2 separate regions of the Ovis aries genome follow, and region 2 is linked to region 1. Evidence: chromatin contacts called from public Hi-C data. All regions are on one chromosome and are shown on one strand. The core of a region is the stretch at or near the end of the contact, and the rest is flanking DNA. Distances in the headings are between cores, read along the strand shown.

What was found. A called contact is a pair of places that touch in the nucleus more often than the background predicts.
Region 2: a contact with region 1 is called in a Hi-C map of liver, with 3 times the contacts expected there. The contact joins the enhancer-like site here to the promoter of FAM89A in region 1. A contact is called at or near these places in 2 of 16 Hi-C or Micro-C datasets (both in liver).

What each region holds. Positions count from the first base shown.
Region 1 is chr25:3,179,036-3,183,013 of ARS-UI_Ramb_v3.0, reverse strand. It overlaps FAM89A (family with sequence similarity 89 member A), which reads left to right and starts at 1,761. Exons shown (of 2, transcript XM_004021350.3): 1 at 1,761-2,057. The coding sequence starts at 1,785.
Region 2 is chr25:3,266,042-3,270,123 of ARS-UI_Ramb_v3.0, reverse strand. No RefSeq gene overlaps it. Among named protein-coding and RNA genes, the nearest start is that of TRIM67, 46 kb to the left of the region's middle. Within about 2 kb of position 2,248, at least 1 of the 54 cell types and tissues checked has an H3K27ac peak or open chromatin away from gene starts, as enhancers often do. A contact at or near this core is called in liver, where this site is marked.

The sequences.
Region 1 (3,978 bases), core at 512-3,011:
ACCTTACGTCAATGATTTCTGCTAATTACTGTAGGATAGACAGCAATTTGACACACCAAATTAAAACAATCCATGCCAGGGTGTGAAGGAAAGATCAAATGTCCCATCCCTTCCTCTCCCCTCTCCCTTACTCTCACACAAGCAAATCTGTAACTCTCCCAGACACCCACTGTTTGAATAAGCAAATGAATGAATATCTGAAATCAGGAAATGTAACTAGGCAATTAGTGAAAGGTGAGGCACAGTGATGAGAATGAGAATTCTGGGCACTGGGTGGGGCAAGAAACCTTCATGACACCCTTGGATCACACTGCTTGCTCTGGGGCTTCTCCATGCTCCTCTCACCAGGTTGCCAGGGTGTATCAAGGACGTCTGCCAGTGTTGCAGATTGATTCTGGAGAGGAGTCTATAGGGAATGGTAGATAAAAGGGGAAAACCCCCCCAAATTGCAGGGCTCTTTAATGTCTGAGAGTGTTCAGAACACTTTATAATTGTGATCCCGTTGAATGCATTTAGAACAATTAAGTCCCTTTTATAACGAAAGCCAACAGTAGGCATTATAATGTATCCATTCTCTATATACGGCATTAGTTTTTAATCTGCAGTGAGGCTGTCTCTGCAAATCGATCTTAACCTCTTATCTTTACTGTCTCTAATCTGGTTGTAACATCTGTCGTTTTTATTCGTCCTCCAAAAGACAGAGCCTTCTTTCTTTCTCTCCCTCTCTGAGATGTGAATCGTATTTATTTTTGCCTCAGAGTTGAAGAATAGTTTCTGAAATATAATCCTTTTCTTCACTCTCCTAACATTTCCATTGAGAACTACTCTTGTGTTCACAACCAGGTTGAAGGACATGTTTGGTCGCATTTTGAGGTTTCCAAAGATGACTCTTGGCTCCTCTTGGCCAAGCTCTTCTTGACTCGGCGCTCCTTTTGGCTACTGTCGGTACGGACAAAGGTATGGACGTCGTTTACAGAAAAGGCCTGTGGGCCATCGAGTGAACTAGTGACTAGCCCGAGCCTGGGGGCCCCAGCTCTCCCGGCAGGAAGTCACACTTAGCAGGAGGCGGTCTAGATTCAGCCCTCGGGGACGGGCGGGGGCGGGGGTGGGGTGCGGTGGGTTCCTCTGGCCAGAGCCCCGCCTCCTTCCCCCGGTCTCCGCGGACCCCGCCGGCTGCGACCACGCCGCCTCTAAGGACCCTGACCGCGGGCGCGATCCCAGCACTACCAAACCTCCCTGACGTCCTGCCTGCCCCGACGGGGAGCCTTTATACCCCGATTCGCCGCACCAACTGGCCTCGTCGGATGGCATCTGAGGTGACCCTCGCCTATCAGTAATTACAAGCAGCTTTGGAGTCTAGTGGCGGAGCCCACCTTGCCTGGAGTCGGGCAGCCAGGGCAGGGCTCGACTCCACGAGGAGGGCCGGCAGGCGAGAGTCCCAGGAGGTGCTAAAGGTGAGCCAGGGACCGGCCCGAGGATGGGCGCAGGGGTGGAGGCTAAGTGGGCGGGGCCGCAGGAAAGCGGGGGAGGCGGGGCGTCAAGAGGGCGCGGGCGCGGGGCGGGGACTCAGGGAGGGGGCACGGGCAGGGGGCGGGGCAGGGACGCAGGGAGGGGGCACGGGCAGGGGGCGGGGCGCGGGGGCGGAGGCGCGGAGAGGGGCGGGGCAGCGAGGTGGGGAGGGGAAGTGGGCGGAGCACCCCCGGAAAGGGGGCGGGCTGGGGAGCAAGGGCCCCAGGCAGCGGCGGCGGCTGCGGACCCGGGAGCGCGCGGTCAGGCCGGACGGGATGAGCGGAGCCGGGGCTGCTGGCTCCGTGCGCGGGCTGCGGGTGGACGGGCTGCCTCCGCTGCCCAAGAGCCTGAGCGGGCTGCTGCACTCGGCGTCGGGCGGCGGCGCGTCGGGGGGTTGGAGGCACCTGGAGAGGTTGTACGCGCAGAAGTCGCGCATCCAGGACGAGCTGAGCCGCGGGAGCGCGGGAGGCGGCGGGGCTAGGGCGGCGGCGCTGCCCGCCAAGCCCCCCAACCTGGACGCCGCGCTGGCCCTGTTGCGCAAGGAGATGGTAAGGGAGGTCCGCGGGCCGGAGCGGGGGTCCTTCCCAGCTGGGCTCGCCCTTCTGGGAAAGTTCGCCGGAAGTCCCCGCGCCACCCGCCCGTCTCAGGCTCTTTGGCCCCAGGCGCCGACGAGTACAGGGACACTGGCCTCTCAGCTACCCCGTTTTGCTTGTCCTCTCTGTGCCCACTACTGGACCCTCGCCCAGGGAGGTACCCCTTCCAGAAGGCAGCTTTCTGGAGACCCGGCGCTGCTCGTCCGGCCCCAGCAGGCTCAGAGACCCAGGAGGCGCGGCGTGGGGCTGGCGCTTGGCCTCGGGCCGGGGGCGGCTGGTCACCCCTCCCCAGGGGGCAGCAGATCTCCCGGGGTCGGGGGGGGGCGGCCTTCACTGCCCCCGCGGGGTTAAGAGCTGTGTGCAATTGTGTTTTCCTGCCCTGAAGAGGACAGCTTTTTGTCCGAGCGAGTGTAGACTGCGGATTGGAACAGCTCTCGCCCCCTCCCCCTCGTCCAGGGCGCGTGCAGAATCGGATTACAGCGGAGCGGCTCCTGCCGGCAGATGCCGGGAAAGTGGCCGCTCACCCTGATAGTCTCCGCGTGGTGGCCGGTTCCCCAGTCCCGCTAGAGAGGACTGGGGCGGTGGCGTCTTCGCCGTGTGGGTGAAGTCCATGTGGGTTCTTCAGGTTGTGCCTGGGCTGCAAACAATGGGGTTTGGTTTTTCTCGGTGGTTGGGAAGTATGTTAGTTGTTCGTGGACTAGGACTAATGAGTTAAGGAGAAGCCAAAAGCAGCTCAGGGGTCTCCAGCTTTCTCCAAGCTTAGGCCAGCTCAGAAGACAACAGAAAAACTTCCGTCTAACGCTCCTGCAGGCCTCTGATCACCTTTCTTGGCCACTCTCTCTGTTTAGAATTTGCCCTTTCCTTTTACCTAATGCAGAGTCCCCCCTCTCCTGGCACAGGTAAATACTTTATTAAGGAAATCTAATATATGAAAAATTTTTTTGTCCCCCAAAATAAATTGGCACCTAAATTTATTATAGGAATCCTTTAAATATGCTTTTAGTGTATTAAGATATTATTTAGAAAAACTCAATTTATGCATTTCTTTCGGGAAAATATCTGTCCTGAAAAGTAAGAATTAAATCTAGAAACAGCGTTAACACCTTTTAAGCAATTCAGTATTGTCTTCCCACTCTGTGGCTGCCGTTGAAGTGATTTCCAGTTCTCCCTGAGAAGATTTTCTAAGCTTCTTACAGAATGACTTAAATTTCAAGCCAACTGTTTTTATTAATTAATCAGCATTAATCAACACCAGCATTGCACAGCTGGAAAGCTGTGTTTTCATTAGATAAGCTTGCACCCAGTATGTCTAGTCTGAACTTGGATGCAGCAAAAATAAAGAGGGTGAAATAGGAAGACTCATCCTGGTTAATTTACGGGACCAGAGACAGGAAAACCTCAGGCCACTCCCCTTGTGAAGCTCTCTCTGGTTTATAAACATGCTCTGGAGTCTTGCACACTCCCAAGTAACCATGCTGTTCCTGAAAGTGTTTTTCCAGGTCCCTCCTGGTGCAACCAAACTACAGTCACAGCCTCCTTCTAATTATGCCCTGGACCAGAGCTCTTTCTCAGCCTATCGGAAACACAAGAAAAATAAACAGCCGTCTGATATTTAGCTGAGATAAAGACAAAACATGGCTACAGGCCTTAACAAGTCCCTTTCAAGGAATGTCACAAAGTCTTTAGGAGTGCTCTGGGTTTTTTTGCCTTTTTTTTGCCCCACTAGGGCAGTGGGGTCTGAGTGGTCGCTTCAAACTGAGGCTCCCATGGGGGTGGGGGTGGAGGCTTGCAAGATTAGAGGTGAGAGTTTGTGCTTGAATCATCTGCCCAGTAGTCTGTGTTGATCTATTTAATTTGAAGGCCTTAAGTAAACTCT
Region 2 (4,082 bases), core at 999-3,498, 87 kb before region 1:
TAAGCAGCTTAACCCCCAAATCTGTCTCTGTTGTTTGCCAGACATTCCAGAACATTCCACTCACCCTTCTCTTCAGCCTCCAGCAGAGGCAAACTCATAAAGGCCTCTTTCACCGTACACACATGCGTTGTGTGTGCCAGCTTCAGGCTATTTAAGCAAGACCTAGAACTGGCTGTAGTTCAAAGATGAAGGGATTCTGGTATTTATAGCTTTAGTGAGGGCTTTGGGCCTTTAGGGGTGGAAAGCGTAAGTAAACTTCAGCTCTCGGAGTTGAGTTTTCTATGAGGTTACTGCATAAAAAGCTCAGTTTAACAGCAGTTCTGACTACAGTCCTTGTAGAAAACGTTATAACTTGCTCCCTGTGGTCAGCACACAGCTCCCTCTCCAAGACACACTGGAGGGGCATTCTCAGGATTCATGCTTTATGCTCTTTATTTCCAAGGAAAGGGGGAAATTCCTGCTAAGTGGAAGAATGTGCAGCCCAAAACCAAGAGTAGAATTTGTGGATTTCCTGCTGCCTTCTTCCTTTTTCCTGTAGGGCATTTGGAAAAATTTCATCACCACTACAAATACTAGTTACTCTGTCGGCATGCTGGGTCCAAAAATGACCTGCCTGGAGCTATTGTGAAAAATGGGAGAAAACACTCCAAAAATTGCTAGGTATCTCCACCAGCAATGCTTTGGTCACATCCTAAAAAAAGAAGAAAACGAAGAAAAAGAATTCAGGACATGAAGAAGAGCTAAAAGACAAGGATATTTGAAATGTCAGTGTCCCAAGGTATTTAGAAGCCAGTGTTCTCGCCTGGAGACTCCCAGGGATGGCAGAGCCTGGTGGGCTGCCGTCTATGGCGTCGCACAGAGTCAGACACGACTGGAGCGACTTAGCAGCAGCAGCAGCAAACATGCAGAAGGCAATGGCACCCCACTCCAGCACTCTTGCCTGGAAACTCCCATGGATGGAGGAGCCTAGTGGGCTGCAGTCCATGGGGTCGCTGAGAGTTGGACACCACTCAGTGACTTCACTTTCAGTTTTCACTTTCATGCATTGGAGAAGGAAATGGCAACCCACTCCAGTGTTCTTGCCTACAGAATCCCAGGGAGGGGGGAGCCTGGTGGGCTGCCGTCTATGGAGTCACACAGAGTCGGACACGACTGAAGTGACTTAGCAGCAGCAGGTGCAGAAAGGAACAGATGAGTCGCAAGGGGAATGAAAATTCCTTATGGGTCAGAAATATAAAGTCATAGGACAACTCACTGATGGTTTTAATGCTTCTAGAATATTTATAGCAAAGAAACAAAATTGGTAATTGGGCCAAAGGCTGCATGTGGAGCCTCTGTCTAAGGTTGGGAAGCAAGCTGTGTTTAAGACAGGAGACCAAACTAGGGGGCAAAAGGCCATCCATGCTACCATTAATAAAAAGCTCAGGCTGTTCTGGGAGTGTTACATCTTTTATCTTCATCTAAACATTGAAAATACACCTGGAAAGTGGACATCATCATTCACATATTACAGATATACAAATTGAGGTTTAGCAATGGCTAAATCTCTTTTGTGTATAAAGTTACAGAGCTCATGTTAGGTAGCCCGCATTTTCCCTTCTTGACCTTGCTATGGAATAAGAGGTGGTCTGGCATAGTGAATATGTCATGGATTCTGGAATCAAAAAGGCTGAGGTTTAAACCCCAACTCTAAACACCTACTAAATGAGTAGCTACGGAGAAATTGTCTCACCTCTTCAGAGTTTAATTTCCTCCTCTGTAAAAGTTGGGGAAGTTTCAACACTAATAATCAGAGTTCAACAACACATTGAAAGGATTATACCCTAAAACGAATTGGAATTTCTTCCTGGAATGCAGGAACTGTTCAACATACAGAAGTCAATCAATATACCACATTAATAGAATGAAGGGGGGAAAAGCACATGATCATCTCACTGGATGAGGAAAAAGTGTTTGATAAAATTCAAATACCCTTTTGTGTATTGAAAACATTCAGCAAACTAGGAATATAAAGAAACTATGTCAACATAACAATGGTCAAATGTGAAAAGCCCATGGCTAACTTAGTACTCAATAGTGAAAGACTGAAAGATTTTCCTTTAAGATCCAGACAATAATGCCCATGTCTCAGTCTCAAGGGAGAATTCCATGTTGAGGAACGCTAGCATGTGCCGATGACAGCTGAGGCTACCCAGACTCTGCTCACAGCACGTGGGTGTTGGGTGGCACCCACTGGACTGGAGATGCTGCCTCTCATATGAGAGCCATGCTGGCAGTAGCCAAGCCTGGTGCTTCTCAGCCAAGGTTGTGCTGGCAGGCCAGAAATACTCAGGTGAAGCAGAGGTGAGGTAATTAGGAGAGGCAGAATTGCCTAGATCAAAGTTCAGGGATCTAGTTGTTTATCTTTCTGCTGGAGGAGGGCTTTGGTGTTGTGATGCCTGAGCCTGAAGTCTTGGCCAGCGTTAGAGGTAATCTCCCTACAAGAAGAATAGAGGTCATCAAGAGAGGCCAAGAGAAATCTTTTCTCATGAGATTTTCTTGGGTATGTTTTCCAGGAGCACTGGACAGAGAATGTTCTTTTTGGTCACGTTGCTTTTATTAGTAGATGGAGCAGCCATGACAAAGTGCTGTAGACTGAGGGGTTTCACCAACAGACATTTGTCTCTCACAGTTCTAGAGCCAGGAAGTCCAAGATCAACGTGGGTTCATTTTGAGGCTTCTTCTCTTGGTGTGGAGGCGGTTGCCATTTCACCATGAGCTCACATGACCTATTCTTTGTGCACGTGCTGAGAAAGTGAGGGAGCAAGACAATGGTGTTCTTACCAGGGCATTAATCCCTTTGGACTAGGGCCCCGCCCTTATGGCCTCATTTAACCGTAGTTTCTTACTAGGAGGTCCCATCTCCAAATATAGCCACACTGCACGTTAGGGCATGAACATATGAATTTTGGGGGACTCAAGCATTCAGTCCATAAAAGTTGGCAACCCCAGGAACGCCTTAAAAAAAACCAACATAGCTCCCTGGGGGGAATATGTTCTCCTGTGTGCCACTCACTGATAACAGGAGGGTCATGTAGATTTGCAGGAACCCTCCTGGCAAATGACATGTGTGAGGCTGTGGCTTGGGGATGTTTTTTACACTCACCAAAAGGTAATTGATTGATGCTGAGAGAAGCAGCAGAAAAAGCTTGGAATTCAGAGTCAGATTTTAATCACTTTTAATATGATCAGTTGTATTTTAATCACTTGTAAGTATATAATTTAGAGGTGTTAAGTACATCCATCCATATTGTTCTGAAACCATCACCACTCTCTATTCCCAGAACTTTCTCATCATCCCAAATTGAAACTGTATCCATTAAACACTAATCCCCCATTCCCTCTTCCTCCCAAATTCTGGCAGCAACAATTCTACATTTTCTCTCTTTACATATGACTACTGTAGATATTTCACGTATTTGTATTTTGTCTTTTTATGACTGGCTTATATCACATAGTGTAATGTCCTCAGGGTAGCATGTGTCAGAATTCCTTTCCATTTTATGGCTGAATAATACTCCATTGTAAGGATGTATCAGCACCACATTTTGTTTATCTATTCACCTGTCAATGGGCATGAGAGTAGTTCTTACCTTTTGACTATTGTGAATAATGCTGTCATGAAGAAAGATATACAAATATCTGTTTGAGTTCTTGCTTACAACTTTTTGGGGTATATATCTAGGAATGGAATTATTAGCTCATAAGGTAGTTCTATGCTTAATATTTTGAAGATTCTTCATACCGTTTTCCAAAGAAACTACAATATTTTACATTCCTACCAACATGCAAGGGTTCAAGTTTCTCCACATCATCTCCAACACTACTTTTTTCCAGGTTGGTTTTTTTTTTTAAATTTTTGATCAAAGCCATCATAAAGGGTGTGAGATGATACCTCATTGTGGTTTTGATTTGTATTTCCCTGATGTCTAATAATGTTGAGCATCTTTTCATGTGTTTACTGAAACACATGTATTTCTTCTTTGGAAAAATGCCTTTTCAAGTCCTTGCGCATTTTAAAATTGGGTTGCTTGTTACTGTTG